Regions from separate parts of the Sus scrofa genome. Here region 2 is linked to region 1. A link is a contact called in public Hi-C data. All regions are on one chromosome and are shown on one strand. Each heading gives the region's core, a stretch centred on a gene start, on an enhancer-like site or on the middle of the called end of the contact. The rest is flanking DNA. Distances are from core to core; before and after follow the strand shown.

What was found. A called contact is a pair of places that touch in the nucleus more often than the background predicts.
Region 2: a Hi-C map of skeletal muscle shows a contact between it and region 1, with 2.6 times the contacts expected there. The contact joins the enhancer-like site here to the promoter of YAP1 in region 1. A contact is called at or near these places in 5 of 47 Hi-C or Micro-C datasets (embryonic fibroblasts, heart right ventricle, liver and 1 more) and 1 of 2 datasets of contacts at active chromatin or transcription factors (skeletal muscle).

Annotation. Positions count from the first base shown.
Region 1 is chr9:32,809,175-32,814,546 of Sscrofa11.1, forward strand. YAP1 (transcriptional coactivator YAP1) reads left to right here and starts at 2,455. Exons shown (of 10, transcript XM_021062706.1): 1 at 2,455-2,593; 2 at 2,596-2,777. The coding sequence starts at 2,455. LOC102157672 (a long non-coding RNA gene) reads right to left here and starts at 2,458. Exons shown (of 2, transcript XR_002335614.1): 1 at 1,338-2,458; 2 at 345-725.
Region 2 is chr9:32,850,238-32,855,609 of Sscrofa11.1, forward strand. All of the region lies in intron 3 of YAP1 (transcriptional coactivator YAP1), which reads left to right. Among named protein-coding and RNA genes, the nearest start is that of YAP1, 41 kb to the left of the region's middle. Within about 2 kb of position 2,349, at least 11 of the 83 cell types and tissues checked have an H3K27ac peak or open chromatin away from gene starts, as enhancers often do. A contact at or near this core is called in skeletal muscle, where this site is marked.

The DNA.
Region 1 (5,372 bases), core at 1,205-3,704:
AGTGTTCATGGTAATAAATACTCTAGTAAAGGGACAGCTTCCATTATAATCCCAGGTTTTCAGTCACTGTGGCTCTTAAAGTTTTGTTTTTTTTTTTACTTCCGGTTGAAAATTTTAATGCATAGTTTCTGCCCAAAGCCTTTGTCTGTGTGAATTAATTATTGGATGTGAGAGGAAGGGGTTAATTACTGGATGTGAGTGGTCCCTGGGGGTCACTGCCGCAAAGGAGAGGCCATGCCACTACCTGTGAAGAAACCCATGAACATGAGACAACACAGATAGCTGACATTTATGCAGATCTCAACACAAAAGCCAAAAACTGGGCCAAGTGCTTACTCTATGTCCATTGACTCATTTTATTGTCTGAACTTATGAAGTAGGTGTCATTATCCATGATCTTGATATTAAAGAAATAAAAGAATAGGAAAAAACTTGTCCAGTGTCACAGTGCTAGTAAATGATGGAACTGGGATCTGAAAAATCTCTGTAACTCCAGAACCTATACATTCGTGGTTAAATATACTTGACATTTGGGGATGGGGTAAGGGATAAATATAAGCAGCAGTCATGGGCATCATGGAGGTAGATCCCTTTCTTCAGTCAAAACTGGGTCCAGAGTAGTTGATTAGAATACTGCCTTAAAATCTTGAGGGTCTGAAGTCTTTTTCCCCGGCAACATCAAGTGATGAAGATCCTTCCTCAGAATTATCCAGGGCATGTCCTGGCTGGAGGAAGAGATAATTATTATTATTGTTATTTTGCTCAGGGGACCTTTTCTTGCTTAATTCTATTTATACATCTGTTTGACTAGCATTGCAGACAAAATCATTAAAACAGGAAGCTAGTTTTCTTCAGAATTAACTAGTGGATTTAAAATCAGAATGTTGCATAACCCTTAGAATATTCTAAAAACATTGGATTGCTTAAATGGACACATAGTAAGGTGTGTGAACTATATCTCAGTAAAGTGGCTTTTTAAAAAATCAGAATGTATGAATTTAAAAAGTCTCATTGCTTCTGAGTGATTTCAAATGGACTCCTTGCATTTATAACTGCCACAAGGAGAACCAGGTGCGTGGGGTGAGCTTCTCACCTGTTCATTTCTTACTGCTTACCGAGTCCGTGCTTGTGCCAGGCACAGGGATAACAAAGAGGTAGGCGCCTATCCCTTGGAGGATGAATGACAGGTACACAGATGACCGCTTATAACCCAAATTAAGCTTTTTTTTTTTTTTTTTTTTTTTTTGCGTTGAGGTTTTCATAACTCTGCTGCAAGTTTGAGCACTAAAAAAAGTTTTCACTTTTTAAACAGGCAATTTTTTTGTTTAGTAAATTACCTTGTCACAGATCTGGTCTTCGAGCTTCAAATTACAGTAATCGTTTACTCCATTCAAGTGTGTTTTGCATATTAATAAGTTAAAAAAATCAAGTCGTTAAAAAAAAGGACCCTTATTAAAATCAGTGTCTGTTACAGGTACCATTGTGCTCCAATCTAGTCCTGAGGCTTTGAGCCCATACTGACACTCGAGTTGGTCAAGTAGAGCTAACGCGGGGAGGGTTTAAGTGGATTTACACGTCCTCTCTAGACTTCTCTCGGCCTTAGCTGTTTCGCATCTAGGAAGCCTTTCAACCTTTCCCGGGGACTGGCGGGGAACGGGCCGCGCCGGGCGGGAGGACTTCCTGCGGCCAAGGGCGGCCGCGTTCCCCGCAGAGACCAAACTCCAACCCAGTCTAGACCCAACATTCGTCGTCGGGCCAGCCGCCCTCCTGGTGCGGATCCCCAGGCACGCTCCCGGCCCCGGCCCGAAGCCCGGTAGAGTCCAGGCCGGCGGGCGGGCTAGTCACGTGCGGCCGGGAGGGGCGTTGGAGGCCCAGAGTCTGCAGGAATGTAGTTAACTTGCTGGGGAAAGTTTCCCTCCGCGGCCGGCCACAGATTCGGTGCGGGCGGGCGCGCAGAGGAAGGAAGAGCCGCGAGGAGGCGGAGCCGCGCGCGGCTCGGGCGGGCGGTTCTCTCAACTTTAGTTTTGGCGTCCGAGGCAAGTTTCTGTCTCAGTCGGGCGCAGCCGCCGCCGGGGAAAAGAAAGGGAGGAAGGAAGGAACACGAAAAGGAAATAAGAGAGAAAGGGGGAGGGGAAAGGCAACTAGCTGTCCGGCATCCGTCAGGGGAGTGAAGGAAAAAAGTTCTCGGGCGCTGCAGGTTCGGGTCTCTGGCAGCCCCTCCCGAGGCTCAGCCGCCGGACCAGTGGAGCCCGGGCGCAGGGCGGGGGCAGAGGCGCCGGGGCGGGGGATGCGGGGCCGCGGCGCAGCCCCCCGGCCCTGAGAGCGAGGCGAACGCCGCTCCCGCCGCTGGCCCACTGCCCTTGCCGCTTCTCCCCTCTCGACCCGTCGAGCCGGGGCGCCCGGGTGGAGCCGTTGCCCGCCTAGTCTGGGTGCGCGTCGGGGGAGGCAGAAACCATGGATCCCGGGCAGCAGCAGCCGCCGCCTCAACCAGCCCCCCAGGGCCAAGGGCAGCCGCCTGCGCAGCCCCCCCAGGGGCAGGGCCCGCCGTCCGGGCCGGGGCAGCCGGCACCCCCGGGGTCCCAAGCGGCGACGCAGGCCCCCCCGCCGGACACCAGATCGTGCACGTTCGGGGGGACTCGGAGACCGACCTGGAGGCGCTTTTCAACGCCGTCATGAACCCCAAGACGGCCAACGTGCCCCAGACCGTGCCCATGAGGCTCCGGAAGCTGCCTGACTCCTTCTTCAAGCCACCGGAGCCCAAATCCCACTCCCGACAGGTAACCTCGCCGCCCCTCACCCCACTTCCCCGTCGGCGGGCCCCAAGCCCGGGGGCGCTCGGGAGCGGCGGCCGCCAGTCCTAGCCGGCGGTGGGGGGGTTCCGGGAGCGCTAGCGGTGGCGGGACGGGGGCTCGCGGAGAGCCAGAGGGACCGGAGACGCCCGCCCGGCCGCGGCTCCCCACTTCTCCCAGAGTCCGGGGCCGAGATTTGTTTTTCCCCTCGGAGTTTCTCTGCGGTTGCTGCCCCGGGGGGCGTGCTTTTCCCTTTCCTTTCTTTCTTTCTTCCTGGGGTTCCCGGGAGGTTGGCGGGAGTGGCGGGGGAGGTGGGGAGGAAGGAAGGGGGTGGGGAGAGTCGGCCCGGGCCACGGTGGGCTTGCACAATGCGCGCGCCTCCGCGCGCTCCGCACCTTCGCTCCCGCCGCCGCCGCCGCCGCCGCCGCGGGCCCGGGAAGGGGGAGGGGGGCCTCTGGCATCTGTGTGTGGGTGAGCTGCCAGCGGCGGCCGAGTTTGTGAAGTTGAGCCCTGGGCCCCCTTTCCTTCGGGGCCTCTCGGTCCACTTCAGTCTCCTGGGGAGTCAAATAATTGTTCTCTTGTTTTCCAGTGTTGATTAGGGGTGGGGGTTGAACCAGTCCATTTAGTTTCTCGCTCTTTCTCCCCCTCCCCCTCCCGAAAGCATTTATTTTCCTCGCGGCCCCGGCGCTTTCTGAATACAGGATCCAGACTTTCCTGGAAGTTGTTTATGGAGTTAGTGCTTTCACCCCTGCCCTTCCCTTGCGCCTTGGAACTCAGGCAGCCTCACTCTTATCAAACCTAGTAGGTTCACGTGTTGGCTTCCCAATTGCAGACTATTATTTACAGTCTGCTGAAATGCTTTTAAATTAGCCACATCTGCACGTTGCGCAGGACCTGAGTTGTGCTTACAGTGCCTAGGTTTTAACACAAGCCTTTGATAATGCACTGCAGGTTGACTCATAGGCCGAGTCCTGCCTGGTTCAACTGTGATTAGAAGTTAATGTTTGGGAAGCGATGACTAATTCGAGGCTCGCCATTGCTTTGTAATTCTCACTGAGGATATGAACATGGCTGTTCCACATACACAGCATTCGATAATTTTGACAACTTGATCTAACATTGAAGTGAAACTATTATTGAAAGTGTTAACATTCTGAACGGTCCCAGTAGATTTGTTTAGTGTAGGTTTTTCTTTCTTTCCTTCCTTACTTTTTTTTTTTCTTTAAAGAGAACTTGCTTCAGGATAAACTTCAGCATAAGAACTTTGCCCAAAAGTTAATTGGTTTTCCAAATACTGCAGTGTAGTTAGTCCACTCGGCTGTAACTTGAGTGGAAAGAACAGTTATCGCCCCCACTCCCTTCGCCCCTCCTATTTGCAGGCCTGTGGTACGTTCTCTTGCCGCAGACCAAGGGGTTTTGGAACTTAGAAAAACTGCCTTAACCTGCTGGCAAAAACTTGGGTTAAGGAGTCGGGAGGAAAAAACAATTTAGGTGCTTGCCCTAAATACTTCAATTTGAAAGGTGTAGACTAAGGTATGCTTTTTTCTCTTATCCCTGGAAATGAGCTTCTGGACTCATGGGCAAAAATGGATGTTGGCATTGCACCTCACAGTCTAGTTACAGCTATGCTGCTAGTTACTTAATATGTTTTGAGAGTATAATACTCAGAGGAGATTGTATTCCGAATTTTGTGGTGTCTATAAGCCAAAAAGACGTGCAGCTGAAAAGTGTACTTATTCTTCATGTAAATAATTGCACAAGAATAATAGCGGTTTATAGATTCATTCTGTTTATAATCCCCTGTAGTTTTTTTTGTTTTAATGAGTTTTTTTAATCGTGTTGTGCATCTATAAGTTTGACTTTTATTTCTACTAATAATTTCTGATTCAAATTTATTCTGATTGGAAACTCAGAATGTACATGATTTAACATCAAGGCATAAATGCCTCTGCTGATTGCTTCCAGTCTATATCACTCTAAGAAATTTTAACTTTTGGTAATCAAGCCCTAACTCTAATCAAGGAATTTAAATAGCTATACTAACTTATGAATAGTACAAATGTGGATTGTAAATACTATTGCCCACAAATTATTGGATATAAATTCATTCATGTCCTCATTTTTTCATCATGAAAATAAGCTCTTTTACAAGTGAGAAAATTTGAGGCTCAGAGAATCAGATACTCAGTGTCACACTAGCCAGCTTGGATAGAACCCTGATCTTTGGAGTCTTGAGTGCAGAATTTTTTCTGCTGTTACACAGCTGTAAATAATGTAAGCATGCAAATTAAGTGATGTTACAGTTGAATTCTTGACGTCTTTATCATTTAGATATATATATATAAATGGTTAGGTATTCATTCATTAGGTGGCTTTTAAGAACATATGGATGGTTTTGGATCTTTTGTATTCGTTAAAAGTTATGTTAATTTTGGTGGTTGCTTTATTGATGACATTTGTCCGTAATGGGGGTAAAAAATGACTACCATCATATGTTTAGGGCTTGGCTTGGGAAAAATATTACTTAAAACCTAGTTTAAAGCGTAGTTATATCCCTTGGGTTTTGTTTATACCCAGAACATT
Region 2 (5,372 bases), core at 1,099-3,598, 41 kb after region 1:
GTTTATGTTAAAAGTAGGGGAGTTCCCATTGTGGTGCAGCGGAAATGAATCTGACTAGGAACCATGAGGTTGTGGGTTCGATTCCAGGCCTCACTCAGTAGTTAAGGATCCAGCGTTGTCATGGGCTGTGGGTGTAGGTTGCAGACTTGGCTCGGATCCTATGTTGCTGTGGCTGGGGCATAGGCTAGCACTTGCAGCTCCCATTTGACCCTTAGCCTGGGAACTTCCATGTGCCACAGGTGTAGCCCTTAAAAAAAAGTAGGGCTATTTGCCTACTTTGTTTAGAAGTGTTTATTACAGATTGTCTTGACTGCCTTCCTGGTGATCTACCATTTAGGAAATATTTTCTAGGCTGTTAGACTCATGTTAATATTTTGGGTGGCTTAAGCCCTGTTGTGTTGATAATAGTTGAAAACTTGAATGTAGCCATAAATATGCAAAGAATATGATTCCAGGTTTGTATCTTAATGTGATTTCCTCACGGTAGACCCATGAGCCAACAGACTGAACAGATCCTTATTTGGAAGCCAACTGGTGTCTGATGAGACACAGAAGGCTGATTATAGCTTTGTTTGACTGCCTAAACCTGTCTCCCCTGGTCCCTGGTTGAGGGCCTCAGGCCTAAGTCATGTCATGGCAGATGAAGTCGGAGTTGGTACTCAACACATTCATTTCCTTACTCTTCACAGTTTTTTGTTTGTTTGTTTGTTTTCTTTTTTTCCTACCCCTAGACTGACAGCTATAAAATGAAAGGGTAATACTGCCAAGGTTTTTAACATGTATAAGAAAGTTCACTTCTTTTTGACATCTGACATGTAGTAGTTGCATTTAAAGCAGTATTTCCTGAGGAATATCGCAGTAAGCATAACTGTGGAATGTGAGAAAATCATCAACCATCTTTAGAAGAGATTATATTTCTTATCTAGTGCCTCTGGATAAATAAATGTCTTATTATTGTATATAAGGATCTCAATTTATGAAAGACTATGTAAAAATATTAGATAAATTATTCTCCAGTATTACTGTGCTTAAAAGTACTGAGGAGCTAATGACTCTTCCAGGTAATTGTGATGTAAGTGGTTTCAGGACCACATTTTGAATAATGTTTATAGATTTTCTGTGTCTTAATATTTCTTAGAGCTTTCTTAAAAAATTTTTTTGGTCTGGAGTTTGTGTCGTGGTGCAGTGGAGAACGAATCCGACTAGGAACCATGAGGTTGCGGGTTAAGGATCTGGCATTGCTGTGAGCTGTGGTATAGGTCACAGATGCAGCTCGGATCCCTCGTGGCTGTGGCTGTGGTGTAGGCTGGCAGCTACAGCTCCGATTAGACCCCCGGCCTGGGAACCTCCATATGCCGAGGGACGCAGCCCTAGAAAAGGCAAAAGACAAAAAAAAAAAAAAAATTTTTTTTTTGGTCATAGTTCTGCCATTCAGCCACTTCGGTTTTCCTTTTCTTTTTTTTTCCCTCAAAAGATAACACTTAGGGAAGAATCTAGGTACACCTCATAGTTGAGAATCAGGAGACTTGAATTCTGGTCTTGTTCTGTTAACAAGATTTTGAGCCTCAATTCAAACTGTGATGACATCTGTCATTTTTTGTAACCTGAAATAAGGCCAAACACTTATTTTGAACTTTTGCAGAGAATGTTCTCAGACATTATTGAAAGAATGTTGCTGAGCCTAACTAAGATAGAAGCCATCTGGGACCAAGATTGAGAGAACTGTGTGTGTTTTCAAGAAGCCTCTACTAGAACTTTGGCTGTTTATTCTCCTAACTGCTCCATCCCATCCCTTCCTTAGGGAAGGATATTTCTAAGGGGAGATGTATATAAGCATGTCAGTCCTATATGGAACCATGGTTAAGTTGTGTTTAAATTGATTTCATACTTGTGAGCAAATATTAATTTTATTCAACCTAAGGCTATAGGGTCAGATTGCAGTGTAGTTATATAGTTTGTAGTGTGGAATATAATCAGTTGTCGCATTTGCTTTTACGTGTTTCTGCCCATACTTGTTTATAACTTTAACCCATTTTTAATAGCCTTTAGTGATTGTCCAGTTGTTTAAATTTCAATATGGGTATTGATTTCCAGTAATATAAAAATATGCTATCACAGAGGAAGTATGTAAGTTTTCTCATCCTTATCAAAAAATTATAGTATGTGCATATCTCTGAACTTTTGAGGGTTCTAAAAATAGTCTATGGTAGACATATAGGAATATAAAAAGCATATGGTTGTGGCTTAGGAAATGTAGCTCATAGAAGGATTAGCTTGAACAATGTATCATTGTTTCTAGGGTCAATTAAGCGTGTAGGTTTAGCCAGCTTGGGAACAGCCTCTAGCATGTGACTCTATAAATAACACTTGCACAACAAACACAGGCTTGATAAGTGAGCAATAAATCTGGGCTGACTGCCCACTCTTCTAAATTTTAGAACCAGTTCTGCCATCATAGTATTTTGAGGGCCTGACAGAAGTAACAGAAGTTTTAAAAATTAAAATGTTTTTCACATCTATTTTGTGTTTCTGGCTGTCTAGTTTTTTTCTTATTTTTGTTGTTTCCTAAAAGTCAGCTTTTCTTGATAAAAAGAATTTTTAGTTTGGTCACCTGGCTTCTAGTTCGATACTTAGGGTTTTGTGGTCTTACGTATACTTAGTACAAAGTATAAATTTTCTCACTTTCTTTAGGAGTGGTGGTGATTTGGTTGCCCAGATGTCTATAACCATAAGAGCAGAACATCTTTCTATCTTTTCATCTTTGTTTGCCTTTATTAGGAAGAATTAGGAATTTCTAACAATTCTCACAATGTAGTTGAATTACAAGCCCACACAACAAAAGATAAGTTCACAGAGATGAATTTTTAACAAGGACCTGTCTAAGCAGATCTTTATTGCCCCCCAAAAATTTCTTTAATTTTGGTTTTTCTCTATTGCAGCACAGTGAGGACGGTCTAAAGGGTGTGTTAGGAGATTAAGCTTTTGCTAGATGTGATTTTTTTTTTTTTTTTTTTTTTTTTGTTTGGTCTTTTTAGGGCCGCACCTGTGGCATATGGAGGTTCCCAGGCTAGGGGTCAAATTGGAACTGCCACTGGCCTACACCACAGTCACAGCAACTCAGGATCTGAGCCGCATCTTCAACCTACACCACAGCTCACAGCAACGCTGGATCCTTAACCCACTGAGTTAAGGCCAGGGATCGAACCCAAGTCCTCACGGATGCTAGTTGCGTTCGTTAACCACCGAGCCACGACGGGAACTCCTTGTTAGATGTGATTTCTAAAAGTTTCTATTTGTTGTTAAATTCTTATGACCAATTCGTGCCATCTGATGCCTCAGAATCTTGGTGGAGTTGAAAAGAACCAGTTAGCTAGCTGTGCACAGGCAAAAACAATTTAGGACTATACTGCTAGGATTTTGTGCAAAGTAAATTTTATGGTTTAGAAGAAAAGCATTTTCAGAAGTGGATTATGAAAAGGGAATAAACCACACATATGATATAGTTAGACTTAAGTTTATGACAATTTCATTTTACTAGTACTAGTTCTAGATTTTAACCAAGATTGCAGCATTTAACAAATTGGGAGTCGTTACACTTAACATGTTATGTTGAAATACTGGTGTTTATTTTTCACTACTTTGAGTTTGGGGCAGGATTTTGTCTTTAGTCTCAAGATTTAGCTAATTTATTCATTACTCACAAACGTGCCATGCCCTACATGTCAGTGGACCCCTTTAGGATTTAGGTCATAGTATTATTCCATGGTTAAAAAATAACCCAGTTGATTAAATTTTCAGTTCATCTGACAAGTTACTGAGCCTTATGCAGAGCACTGTGTTAATGTATGAAACATAGAAAGGAGGAGAGAGTGAGATTGTTTACCCTCCAGATATTTCATGACCTGATGGCAAGGACATTTTAGATGTTGTAGACTTCAGCTATAAAAGTGCTCTCTCTCAGAGTTCCCTATGTGGTGTAGTGAGTTAAGGATCCAGCATTGGCACAGCTGCGGCTCAGATTCAGTCCCTGGCCTAGAAACTTCCATGTGACATGCTGGGGTGCTGCCAAAAAAAAGCTCTTTATTTGTAGTTTATGGTCTCTTCATAGAGTGTTTCTTACCCGTTTCAGTCCCATCAGCCTGTTTTATTAATTTTTTTTAATTTAACTCATTTTATTTTCTCCCAGCTTTTATAGCTCGTTTTTTGTTTGTTTGTTTGTTTGTTTTTTGTCTTTTTGCTTTTTCTTTTATTTATTTATTTATTTTTTTGTTTTCCCTCGTCTTTTTTTTTTTTTTTTTTTTTTTTTTGTCTTTTTGTCTTTTTGCTATTTCTTGGGCCGCTTCCGCGGCATATGGAGGTTCCCAGGCTAGGGGTCGAATCAGAGCTGAAGCCGCTGGCCTACACCACGGCCACAGCAACCCGGGATCCAAGCTGCGTCTGTGACCTACACCACAGGTCACGGCAACGCTGGAGCCTTAACCCCCTGAGCAAGGCCAGGGATCGAACCCACAACCTCATGGTTCCTAGTCAGATTCATTAACCACTGAGCCATGACGGGAACTCCCCATCAGCCTGTTTTAGTAAGAAATATTTCAGAAAGAGTTTATCATCCTAAAATGAAATTCATTTGTAACATAATCTAACTATATACATAACTTTAAAAAGTCAACATTGTATTAGAATTATGCAATATGGAGGAGAAATAATTTATAATAAAATAAATGTATCTTAATATGTAAATGCTTGTGCATTCCTACATTAGAAGCTGTAATCAAGTAGTCAGGTGCCTGCATCTATACCTATAATTGCCATGAACGTGACAGGTTTTTGTTGTTGTTGTTGTTGTTTTCTTTTTAGGGTTGCACCTTTAGCATATGGAAGTTCCCAGGCTAGGGGTTGAATCAGAGCTTCAGTTGCTGGCCTGCACTACAGCCACAGCAAGGCAGGATCTGAGCTGCATCTGTGACCTACACCACAGCTGTGGCAGCTCGGAAACCTTTGACCCACTGAGCAAGACCAGGGATCGAACCCACATCCTCACGGATATTAGCCAGGTTCTAAACCTCCTGAGCCACAACAGGGACTCTGACAACTTTGAATAAATGCCACATGTGTTGGATTGGTAATTAAAATACCAAGGGGGCATTGCTATTGATAATGTGATTATCCAAAAAGAATAAACTATTAACAGATTTCCAAACAAAACAGTCAATTGATTGCCTTCCAGAAAAATTTTGTATATAACTAAAATTGTGCAAAACATATTTTGTCTCTAAAGTAGAGTTTTAAATAAAATTTGGCTTTTTGCCCACATGAATGTCTGGCGTGGCATTCAGAAGCTGTGGAAGACTATCTACTGTATTGCATCCAGT